2 separate regions of the Rattus norvegicus genome follow, and region 1 is linked to region 2. The links are chromatin contacts, called in public Hi-C maps. All regions are on one chromosome and are shown on one strand. Each heading gives the region's core, a stretch centred on a gene start, on an enhancer-like site or on the middle of the called end of the contact. The rest is flanking DNA. Distances are from core to core; before and after follow the strand shown.

Region 1 (6,542 bases), core at 3,727-6,226, 590 kb after region 2:
AGATGTCAGAAGATAGACAGGTTGAGTCCTGACTATTCAGATGAGAAAACTGAGTCTCAGTGAAAGCAACTAACTTGTCCACAGACACACAGTTAATAAGGTTAACTGACCTCTGACTAAAGCCTGTATACTTAGCCCATAATAGGATGTCCCATTCACTTATTAATACTCTAATACAAGTTACTTTCTCAACTTTCATTACATACACTTTGATATGAAATATAGGCTGCAAATGCAAAGCATGCTGATACATCCACAAATATATTTAAAACCTCAGTGGCATAAAATGACAAACTACATAGACTTATCTTTTAAAGAAAAATGACTTAACTATTGTAGTAAGACACATATGTGTTGGAACGGAGGATGCTACTCTCTTTTGAAGTTCTAGGATCAAGGTATTCCTGCATACAAATTGTTTCCACTTATAGTTACTTTTCCAGACTAGCGCAGTTAACCACTGTGGCAGAGTTGGGAGAGTACTGCCCCATTACCCAGATTGAAGTTTGTACAATGTAACTAGACTTTCCCAAGCTTCCTTGAAGAAAATACTAAGGTTATAAAATTTGCCACTGAGCATTCACTAGTTAAAATTATATTCAAAAGGGGAAGAAACCACTCAAAAGATGGAAAATGGAACTTAAAATTAAAATAAAAAAATCACACAGTGGGAGAGATAACTCAACATTAAGAGCACTTGTTGCTCTTGCAAAGAACATAGGTTCAGCTCCTAGCAACCACAGTTCCTGGGCATAAGAGTGAAATATCCTCATTTGACCAATGTATACAACTTTAGCACAAAATGCTAACATTAGACTGGACCAAGGCTATGCTCTCAGGGATCATTTCTATAGTTCATTACTGGATCTGATTTGTTATATATTATTACACATACTCTCTCTATATAGACAGACTTTCCTAAAAAATGACCAAGGCAGGCAGTATATTAAATGTTATACTTCACAGAAGTAACTCAGATGCTTAAATGAATAAGTAACTAAAATTTTCTTTACATAACAGTTCTAATCAATTCACATTTTAGAGAAAATAATCTTATACTGCAAACAGCACAGCACCCTCTGGTGTATCTATTACAAGATACATAAAATTCTCACAAATAAAGGGATAAATTTTAAGTTAAAAATAAACCTTAGAAATCAATACAGCGATGCTTTCTGAATTTATTCCTGTTCATATATTTAACAGGTTTAAACAAAAATGATTTTTTAAAAATATCACTATAAATTTTATAGCAAATGTGATGTCAGAAAATTTGTTTCAATTTTAAAATGCTGAAACAAATAATGTTTTTCCAATTATAACTTAATGTAAGATAATGCTATAAATAAAATTCTTGAGGTATGGAATGACAAAATTTTACTGATTATATAAACTAAATTTCATTTTATTCAAACCCACCTTTTTACATATATGTGTAATATATACATATTTATATATATATTTATACATACATACATGTATATTTATATCTGTGAACCTCTGTAAGTTCTAAAACAATGCAGGAGATAGGAGACTGACACCTGTTTCAAGCAGCCACCTGTTTGTAACAAGCTAAATTAGTCAAATCCACTTAATCTTGGTTTTCCAAAATAAGGGAACACTATGCACCTCTGAACAGAAAAGAATTCAAAATCTATTTTGTGATGACAACTGGGAATATATACTAGAAGAATCAAAAGTTAGCGAATAATTCAGTGAGGGAAACTACTTTTAATGTAACTGCAAGTGAATCAAGGATACTTAGCCAAATGCTCAGCATAAAAACAATTTAGCAAACTTCATAATTTAGAAGTTGACTTATTTCTTATTCTTGTTTCTTATAATGCATTCTCACAATGAGGATCACTAAGCCACACTACTAGACGATTTAGGTAAAAACGTAACTCTTCCCACATATCCGATATCATTACCCATCCTTCTAAGCATGTGTGACCCAAAATTTTTTACTTTTCAATTCTTAAAAAGTTCCTCAATTAACTTGTAAATTTTTATAAAGATTGTTTAAAGTTAAAGAATTTCTCACCATCTAACTTATAAGCTATAAACCTGTGTATATCTCCACAGGATACAAGATTATTTGAATATTGGATAAATAATGCAATGTTTTACTAGGCATACATATCTCATGCCATGAGAGCACTGTGAGATGATGGAAAAACTCTAGGCATGCATTAATTTCTTATACACATATAAATCTACTATGCCTCTTCTCCATACAGTTTAATAGAATTGTGTAATAGACAATTCTATTGTATACGGGTATATTGTATATTGTGTATAATTCAAAAAGACAGATAGGCACCCTGGAATGCTCTGAATCACAAATATTCAGCTACTTAAACAGTATTTTACATGTTTAATTTCAAAGCACGATTACATTCACAGATTTCTGTTACTCTAAAACACTGGAAACAAAAAATGTCAGCCCACATTACAGTCCCTCCTAGGAAAAATATCACAGAAAAAAAGTCGAGCTAAATGGTATTTAACTTTGTATTAAATTTTAAAGATAAACTGTTATAACTCTAAGTTAATCCATCCATAGAACTACTTTATTTTAAAGTATCTTTAATATCAACTCTTAGAACACAAAGATTTGTTTTAAATGGACAGGCTATTTAACATAATCAAATGCTACATTTGATTTCAAATCAACTTGTGAATGGAAAAAAACTAAACTAAACATGCTTGATGAATGAAATGACTCAAACACTCTTGGACACTACAAATAAAAATATTAAGCAAAGACATTTTAGCACATACAATCTACTCAGCTAAAACATATGTGAATGCCATAAGACCTAGAAACTATCCCAAAACAACAGAACTCCTTTTAACTTCAGACCCAGGAGCTTTACCACCAAAAGTGTTCAGGCATTTGACACTCATCTGAACAAAAGGGGAAAAAAAAAGAAAAAGAAAAAAGGTGAAAAGGAAAAAGAAAAAGAAAAGTTAGTATTTGAGATGTGCACTGAAGACAGGTCAGGAATGGATGAATAACTAAAAAGAATTCTGAGAGATCCAGACAGACTTCTTTCAGAATCAAATATCAGCTTCATTTAAAAATAACAATCATACGGAAATGAATTGAAAAGTAAGGTTTTCCAATCCCCCAACTCTTACTTATTTTACAAAATATGAGCCTTAATGGCATTATAATTACCCAACCTCTCCATTGACGATCTCAAGAATAATTAATACTGTCACATTATTCACAGGCTGCTCTGTCAGTTAAATCAATAAATGTTTGCTGTTGGAAAGATTATTTAAATAAGCACTTTAAAATCTGAATTGGAAATTTCAATGTGCCACTACAATAGTACATTTATTTGTTTTAGCTCACGATCATTATCAATTTTTTTCTGATAACCTATTAATTATTATGCTGAAAATGAGCAAAATTAAAGGATCTGTAATTCCAGGTTAGCGCTAATCAAGAAGATACTACTTCAGAGCTGGTATTAAAATCTACAAGGCCAACTATTTTCTCTAAAGAAACACTTTAAAAGGAAGTTTTTTTTTCTTTTTCTTCTGAAAAGATTTAAATCATTGTCCAAAGAAAACCAAAAAGTCAACAAAAAGAATATGTTAAGTACACACATGCCTAGATCTTAACAGCCACAAAGAAAGTGAAATATACACACGTTTCAAGTTGAGAAGCTTCATACATTCTTTATGAACAACTTGACTTCAATTTCAACTCTCCAAGGGAAAGGAAGAGATGAAGATGGGAGGAAAAAAAAAAAAAACTCTCAAAGTACCATAACTGTCACAAATAGCGTTGTGAACTGAGTTCTCACAAAGCTTCCTTATGTCCTTTTCCTGTTCATCACAGACAAAGTCTAAACCACAATGAAAATTGTTAACACTCTCCTGTGGGGAGGGAGGTGCATCAAAGTGAAACAGAACCTCAGGACTACCCCTCCCATCTCCACAAGAAGGATAAAGCGCTGTCAGTAGCCACTAACCGAAGTAGCACAGATGCCCTGCATCCGGTTTAAATCACAAGCGCGCACACACACACACACACACACACACACACACACACACACACACACGCCGAAAAGGGGAGGGGGGAGAGGGAGAGGAGACAGAGGAGAGACAAGAGAGGGAAGGAGAGAAGAGAGACAGAGAAACAGACTTAAAAAAAAAAATCTCTCAGAGCAGCAGAGGCCCCCTGGTTTCAGTGTGTGTACAAAGGGGGGCAGGGGGGAGAAGACTGCTGAATGGATATTAAGACTGTTTGCAGCACAAAGAAAAATACAGTTTTAAAAGAAAAAAAGAATCTCGTGAGGCCAGTGATGATCAAATAAGTGCAGTCCGTTTAGCAGCAGGCACAGAGGGGCCGAAACGAAGGGAGCGGGCTTCGGGAAAAGTTCGCCGAGGTACCAGGATAAAAATAACAAAACCCCAACAAGGCCCGGCAAGTGAACAACAACCAGCACAGCGCAGCACCTTTTGGGGATCCCCCCGCTCATTGCTGTCTATTTCGATTTGGAAAGCAGCAGCCACCAGGCAGCTTTGCAAAGCGACGAATTAAAGAAAGAAGAGAGGGAGAAAGCGAGCCCCTTCTCTCCACCTGCCCCTCCTCCTGAGCGCCCGCGGACCTGGGGGGACGCTCCAACACCCGCGACGGACAGCGGCGGCTTTCTAGCCGGCTCGCCCCGCAGCCCCGGCTCCCGCTCCATCCCCGAGCGCCGAGGCCGGGCGGGCAGGCGCGCGGCGCCCACACCCCCAAGCCCGCCGCGCGCGGGTCCATTGTAAACAAGCCCCGGGGACCGAGCCCCTCAAGCGGCCGCAGCCGGTGTCAGGAGGGAGACCCCGCACAGCCACGCTCGCTCGCACACACGAACACACGCACAGACACACACGCTCCCACACACATGTAGAGACCGAAGAATATTCACCTTGGCTGTGGATTATTGTGGTGTTGTTGGTGGGTGATGGAGATGGTGGTGGTGGGGAGGAGGAGGAGGAGGAGGAGGAGGAAGAGGAGGAGGAGAGGAGTAGTTGTTGTTGATGGGTAACAGTCGCCAGGACTACGGTGACTATGGCGCTTGATTCACAAGGCAACGGTTGCTATAACTCACAAAAGAGAGAGAGAGGGAGAGAGAGAGGGAGCGAGGGAGAGGGAGACACTCGCGCGGGGAGGGGCGGGGGAGGGAGGAGGGGAGAGGGCGGGCCCGAGAGCGCCGGAAGAAGCGGGTTCGGCGCCGTGACTGACAGCTCGGAGCCCGGGCGGGGGCTGCGGTCGGGATTCCGACGTCGGTTCCCCGAGGTGCGCTTAGACTTGGCGGGCCCGGGGTCAGTGCGAGTCTGCCTTGAGGAACCGTACTGCGGACGCCGGGGAAGCTGAGGGCTTAGAGGCCAGGGCTACTTTCCGTGAAATGAGCCCCGCCTGCCTCTGCCGCCAGCTCTGTGCCCAGAAGCCCCGCAGCCGCGAGAGGAAAACCGCGAAGCCAGGGGAGGGGGAGTGATGACGGACCCAACACTGTGTGAGACGCGCGCTACTGCGGAGGCAGACCCCACTTTGAAGAGCGGGCTCCACCCCCTGAATATACGTCATTTCCTGGGCGGATCCGGCTAATGTCCCGGATGTGATGAGCTCCTCCCCTCCCTCTCCTCTCTTCCCCCCGCCCCTCTCGGGACTTTTTTCCTCCCTCTCGGCGATCGCTAGTGGTGTTCCCCGGTCGTTTATCCCTCGCGGGTGATCCCTTTCCCAGACTCTCTGCGGCCGGCGCGGGCCTCCAGGGCCTCGGCCGTGCTCTCCCCTCCACGGTCCGCTTTCTCGCGCCTCCTGAGGCCGCGGGTCCGCGAGCGCGGGCGGCGGGGTGTGAGCGGTGCCTCCGCCGCCATCTTAGGGAGCGAGAGCCCGGGCGCGCGAACCGTGACCCATCTCGCTCGGCGTGGCAGCTACCTCCCTGCGGTACCGAGAGGCAAAGTTATCACCCTGGAGGACCGGGAGGAAGTGCCAATGGAAAGGGAATTTGTGCTTTCCGAGGATGAGGGCCCATATAGGGGTGGGTTAGACCTTCCAGAGTAGCCCTTGGTGTAGGTCCTTAAGGTGCTCTATCCCTTTAGAGTTGACCGGATGGATTCCAGCTAGACCCATTGCCCTATTAACTGGGATCGGTTTCTTAACAGCCTGGGGTAGCTAGTTCTTGAGCTGTTTTTGACACCGGAATGGCTTCCGTCCATGAAGAACATTATTAGCACACAACCTGGCACCTCAAACTCGGGTTGATAAGGCACAGCTTCTAATACCTTATGGTTCAAGCATATTCGTCCAATTCTCCTCATACTGGAGTCCAGCAGGCACGTGCCCCCGGGCCCGCCAATACCCAAAATCTCCAACATTTGCAGCTAAGCAGCTTATCCAAGACAATAACATACTGGAAGTAGAGCCTTAAGAAGTCAGTTCTCCTCTTGAGGCTTAATTTTTGCACCTGCAAATAAGGGATTTGGGCCAGCATGAGTTCACTGTTAAAATAAGACTGAGCTCTCTTTCTGTGCCCCAGACC
Region 2 (6,325 bases), core at 2,171-4,670:
GCTAGACTGTATTTCTGAAATGGTCTAATTTGGGAAAAATCTTAAAGTCTATAATAAGATTATCTGGTTAAAATTTTTGATCCAAAGTTTACATATACCCAACAAACAGGATGCCAACAACAATAGCTAACTTAAGACCATTGTGAGGGAATCATAAGACTGCTTAGGGAGCAGTTATCGCTATAGGCCTGGATGTTTCTACTCTGCAATACTGACACCTGATGGAACTCCAGAGGCATCACCATTCAGACGTCAGAAGGTAAAGGCTGGTATTAGCCAGCTCTAACACATCAATATTAAAATGAACTGCACAGCGAATGAATGAGGCCACTCAACCACTGACACAAAAGATCTTTTAGAAATAAAAAATGCCTCAATTATTCTGGTAATCTCATAGAAGTTCCACGACGAACAGGTTGACTTGTGGACAGTAGCAGTGGCCTCTTTTTACCACGTTGACTGTAACCCCAGCCCATGAACAGAGCAGCACCTACTATAATTCCCCTCCCGTCCCCCATCTAAGTAATCACCAGAAGGGAAGCACACTGGGGCAAGGCCCTCTTACCACTGTTTTTATGAAATTTATTCTTTCCTTGTGATGTCTGTGGACTCTTTCCTGTAATTTTTTTCTTCCCTTTGACTTCCATCACAGTACTTCTGAAAAACAAAAGCCAAAAGCCACAGAGAAATCACTGAATTGCTCATCCAATAAGAGTCAATAAGTAGTTGGTGCAGTGTTTAGTCCTTAGTTCAGATGCAGGAGAAAGCATCCAAGCTGCGCCCAGATGCTCTCAAGTCTACCAAGTATACAGTTACCTCTAAGACTTAAAACTGAGGGCAAAAAAGACCCAGCAAGAGCCCATGACATGCACACCCCGGCTAGTGTTCGACACACCTGGAGGCAACACTTAAGCAACAGCACTGGCTAAACATAGACCACCGTGTCTGCAGCTTTTAACCTGGGAAGCCTTGGAGTTGAGTAATAGAAACCTTGCCACTGGACTTCTCGGCATCTCAGTACAAAGCAACAACCGGCAATAAGCTGTACTTCGCACATATTGCAATTTAATTTAACACACAAGAAAGCTAAAACAAAGGTTATTGGCCAACTGCTTTAGAGGTAGCCAAATGACTTGCTGACCTCTAAGTCACACTGAGCTATGTAATATTTTATTCCAAGGGATCTCATGCCATTTGTTGGGTACAGTGACCTTCATTGAGCACAGGTAACAGACACCTTCCACCAACTTACAAACTCTGCAAGAAGCAGAACACATGTGGACAAAAGGCAAGCATCGCCAGGCTCCTGTCTACAGTTCCCAGAGTTACATGCTCTCCCATCTCTAAATGACCTCAAGAGTCACCTGCAAGAATTCTTGGACAATGTTTACAGATTAGAAACTTCCACTCAAGAATTAATTTCTTGTTGGATGTGATGACACACAGTTGTGTCAACCTAGCACCTAGACTGAGGCAGGATACTCTAGGCAACATAAACTAGAGTCCAGTCTGGGCTCCATCATGAGATACTGTTGCAAAACTCAAAACAAAACAGGATTGATTCCTCAGGACCCTGAAACGTCTTAGGAACGAACATACATACATACATACATACATACATACATACATACATACATACATACATAAGAAAAAAGAAAAGCCAACTTTCTTTTCCAAGGTTCCAGGTTAAAATGTATTTGAAAAACAATAAATCAAATAGTAATAGTCAGCAAGTAAAGAAAGGTCTTTCAAATTCTTTAATTTGCTACCATGAACTACCCAATGCAAAGACTGAAACATACAAGACTTCCCAAACCTAGCAGAACCAATTTCTCCAGGAAACACTCTGGAAAATGCTGTGGGTCTGATACCCAGCAGTGTACACACAGGGTACATCTCTCTAATTCCAGCACAGGAACTGCTCCCTGCTGGGCATCTCGATTTTACAGTCATGTTATCACTTGAAAAGAGATGTTTACATTTCTGCATGTAGGTTTCATGTAAATACCACATGCTAAGCAACTGTGCCAATGGCCCTCAAATGTAGGTTTCAAGGGCTACCTTTATTTACTTACATTAGATTTAAAAAGATAAAGAGCCTATAGATCTGTTACTCAGCTTCCCCATTGGCAACTTAATAAGACACTTTCGAAATGACACTAGTGTAACACAAGGTTTATTTGGAAATCAATTTTCTCATTCCTGTCCTCTTTCTATCCAAGATGTAGCCATCATACCTCCTCCGTTTTTACAGGTTATGTTCCCTTTGGGGATTTTTATTATTAGATTGAAGTTATGCTTGGGTCGGGGAGAGGGTGACACATGATAGCAGAGCGGTGCTGTTCTCACAGTGACAAAGGTATGTGGCAGTCATGATGTTAACCCTCATGACCATTTGCCAAGTTACTTCACTATCAAATTAATGGCTAACCCAAGAGCAAGAAAAGCAAATTAGGTGGAGCCTTGGGACAAGGGTGTTTTCAGACCCCAAGACAACGTCCTACACCTACAGCAATGAGTCCTCAACACCTTTTGATTATGCATATAACTGGCATCTTATACGTCATGTCTGAATCATAACGCTCTGCATTTCCACCACACACTGCCATCTTTCTCTCCCTGCCTAATCTTGCTGTAGCCAATGGGGCATCATCTACTCCACTCCGCAGAGAGAAAACTGGAACACTGCTCCTGACTTTTACTTCTTTGCCAGTCACCTTGTACCCATCAGTAAGTTATATCTTGTAATCCCCTTCAAGTTACCTGTTTCTACTACCAACACTCAATGCAAATCAAAAGTCTCCTTGCCGAACTTGCAAATTAAGTACATTTTTCTTTAAGAGAATCGAGGCCTACCGTGAACCTCCAATTTTTTTCTAATAATCCTTCAATGTTTTATATGCATAGGGACACAAAGAAAAATGCTTCCCATTACACAGAAATAAAGAAACTCGACACCACGGCTCCGAAGTTCTACCCTCCTCTTTATCTAGTTAGCGCCGTACTCCCAACTCCCAACTCCGGGACAGCTCACCGCCTCTGTTTAAAATACTCTTGCCTCCTATCACGCTTTAGGTCTCGGCTTATGGGTCCCTTCTTCAGCTTTCCCTGCACTGCTCCTATGCACAAGGTCTGTCAAGGGACGGGCGGGGTGACTGTGACCCACAGAACTAGTTCCTCTAGCTCTACAATAATCAATAGAGAGGGTTTAACCCCTGCCCTCGCCAGGGTTCCTCCAACTCGGAGCCATCGAAGCGGCCAGGCAGACCATCCCGGGGGTGGGTCTGTAGATGCCGCTCGCCCACTACCCCGCAGAGCCCCCTGCTCCACAGCGATCGGCGGAAACTAGCCCCGCACATCCCGCATCAAACTCTCCACAACACTCACCGCACACGTGGGGAAGAAGCTCACGGAGTTCCGCTACCCACCGCCGCTTCCGCTTCCGCGTTCCGCCCCGCCCCGGATCCTCGGTTGTATTGTCCCGTCCTGGTGCTGGGGTCAAGGGGTGGAGCTTAGGAAACACGAAATCCGTAGTTTCTATTGGTCCATTTTCGCCCCTATACGCGAGAGGACTACGTGAGTTTTGGCCCTTGAGGGGATCCGTCAGGTGGAAGGCGAGTCAGTGGCTCGGGAAAGTGACGCTTGAGCCTGCAGATTTCTGGGAACGACGCCGGTTCTCGCGAGGGCTGCCGGGTTTCCGAAGGACTTAAGTCTGCAATCCGGGCTAGCGTTTGGACTGTTCGCTTGTCTGTGTGCTCGTTCGCGTCTTTTTTCGTTAGTTTAGTCTGGAGGATAAAAGCTGTCCCCGAGTGTGTTCTATTGTAATCTTGCTTACCTACTCCTATGTCTCCCTCATTTCCCACCCTAGCTGTGACTCTCTGGATAAATTAGATCCCTCGGGAACCATTCGTGTAAAGAACCAAGCACAGTAAGTTAATGTGAAAAGCTCTCTCCGTAAATGGCGTGTTTTAACGTCGGCTCGTGTTTGGGCATACATTTCCCCATTTTTCCACTTCAGGATATATATTTAAGGTATTACTCCATTTTACCGAGGAAGCAATAGACGTAGTTAACTTGATATTTGAGACTGTAGACGTGGCTAAGCTGTTTTCTGTTCTTGGAGACGACCTGGGTTCAATTCCCAGCACCTACATGGCAACTTACTGTAAACTCAGTTTCAGGGGACCCCACGTCATGCCAAACAACAGAACCTTATTACCTAACAGTTCTGAAATGTAGATGTTGGTTGAGCGGGACCCCACGTCATGCCAAACAACAGAACCTTATTACCTAACAGTTCTGAAATGTAGATGTTGGTTGAGCGGGACCCCATTTGAAGCCCCAAGGAGTGGGTGAACTTCCCGTGTATCTTCAGCAGTCCCTTGGCTTATGGTTCTGGCTCCTGCCCCTGCCTTTCTTTCTCCTGGATCTTTATTGTAAGAACACTTGACAATTTGTTAGATCGTTCGCAAATAAGCTTACAGACTATAATTCCAGGTGGACCCTGCCTCTTGTGTCTCTGGTAACACACCTGTAAGTGTTGAAGCTCGGTAGGGAAAGGTTTCCCCTACAGAAGTTCTGCTCCAGCTGCTGGGAAAGTTTCCCCGATGCTAGTGTTGCTGCTTTGCTCTGACTCGGAGAAAATTTCCCCTGTGACAGTTCTGCTCCAAAAGATATCCTGGCTGTCAGGAGCCAAGGAATACCACAGAGTCATACTGCACAACAAACCTCAGGCAAGGGATTAATTTGAAGGGAAAAGCTAGGGAGGGTAGCTGCCTCTGCCTGGATGAAAAGCAACAGAGAACTGGGCAGAATTGGAGGATGGGGGACTATATCGGGTTTTTGAGGAGGGGGGACTTTCCAGGGTGGTCTGGATTTTTTTTTTCTTATACGGTGGGGCCTGGCCACTTTCCCACCTCAGGGTTACGAATGGCTATTGCAGCCATTAGAAAATGACCATTAGGAAAGTCAAGGGACCATGGGGCAGGATCTGGGCGCTTTTCTGCCTTGAAGAAATGGAAAGGCAGTTAACAGCTGTTTTAGCTTTTTCACTCTTGCTGCTGGAGCTCCTGAGGCCAGGGACTGGCCATTTTGTGCCTTGAAGGTTTACTAAGTATACAAAATTTACAAAGGGCGGCCATGGAAAAAAAAGCCATCCCTGGAGCTTGAGTTGCTGTAACTGGCCAACCATACCTATTTTAAGAAAGTGGAAAATACCACAGTGGGTCCTTTTTAGAAGTGCCATGTGAAGTGCGTATCACAACTGCCCCTTAATATTTAATGTTACACAGTTACAAGAGGCTTATGAAAACAAATTCCATAAATATTACATGAAAGGGATGGAGTTGCAGGACTTTATTGTGACGCATTAAGGAAAAGCTATAAATACCCTGATAAAGTATGGCTACTTTATTATTTTGTTTTACTTTAATTTTAAAAAGGTCTTCAGTATTTTTTATGAAAAAAAAAGGGGGGGGCGGGGAGAGAGACCCAAGTCATACCTCTGCTGCTGGGTGGAGACACATATATTCTAAACGGATCAAAATATAAAATTACAAAAACATATTAGACTCTCCAGTTAATCCAAATCTTCCTGTCAAACATCTGGTCAGGAAATGCACCTCAGAAATCTATCTGTTCTAGAAACTTTACAAAATATATTAACTTAAAGTCATGTTAAGAAGGGAGGCATAATTGTCTCCTCAATGAAACAGGCACTTAATGTTCTCGAAGTTTCACTCACAAGGCAGTTGCTTACAGGCACTCTCTACTCTGCCTTCCTACTTTCTGAATTACAACTGACTGTAACTTTTCCTTCTTCTTTTTTGTATCTCCCTATTAGCAGCCCAATCCCAAATTGAATTACCTGGACTTTGTTTTCTTTGAAGACTCCTCCCCAACTCACCATGCCCTGGGCTCTACATGTTATGGATTCTGCCTACTTTCTTGACTAATAATGGAAGCTGTCAAGATCTCTGGCTTGTTGGCCCTTTTGCTTTTCTCAAACACACAGTGCATATGCAACACACACACACACACACACACACGCACACATGCACACACAGAGTTCTTTTAAGATAGATCAGCAGGTGAAGGTGCTTGCTCCAAGCCTGAGAATAGACATGAAGTTAATCCCTTGAACCCAACTTATCCTCTGACTTCCACATTGCAAGTACACACATGATAAATATGATTTTTAAAAAGCACCCTTAAAAATCAAATGCAAACTTGAATAAAATTGTCCTTGAGTTCTTCTCTTCTGAGCCTGATTTTCAATTCTGTTTATCTACAAGATCAAGAGCCTACAAAATAGACTGGGCTTGTT

What was found. A called contact is a pair of places that touch in the nucleus more often than the background predicts.
Region 1: a contact with region 2 is called in a Hi-C map of liver, with 4 times the contacts expected there. The contact joins the promoter of Rfx3 here to the promoter of Pum3 in region 2. A contact is called at or near these places in 3 of 12 Hi-C or Micro-C datasets (liver, mammary epithelial cells and psoas muscle).

What each region holds. Positions count from the first base shown.
Region 1 is chr1:235,117,446-235,123,987 of GRCr8, forward strand. Rfx3 (regulatory factor X3) reads right to left here and starts at 4,977. Exons shown (of 18, transcript NM_001395594.1): 1 at 4,929-4,977.
Region 2 is chr1:234,524,192-234,530,516 of GRCr8, forward strand. Pum3 (pumilio RNA-binding family member 3) reads right to left here and starts at 3,421. Exons shown (of 18, transcript NM_001025036.1): 1 at 3,388-3,421; 2 at 566-657. The coding sequence starts at 647. It overlaps LOC102555808 (a long non-coding RNA gene), which reads left to right and starts at 3,795. Exons shown (of 5, transcript XR_010063222.1): 1 at 3,795-3,928.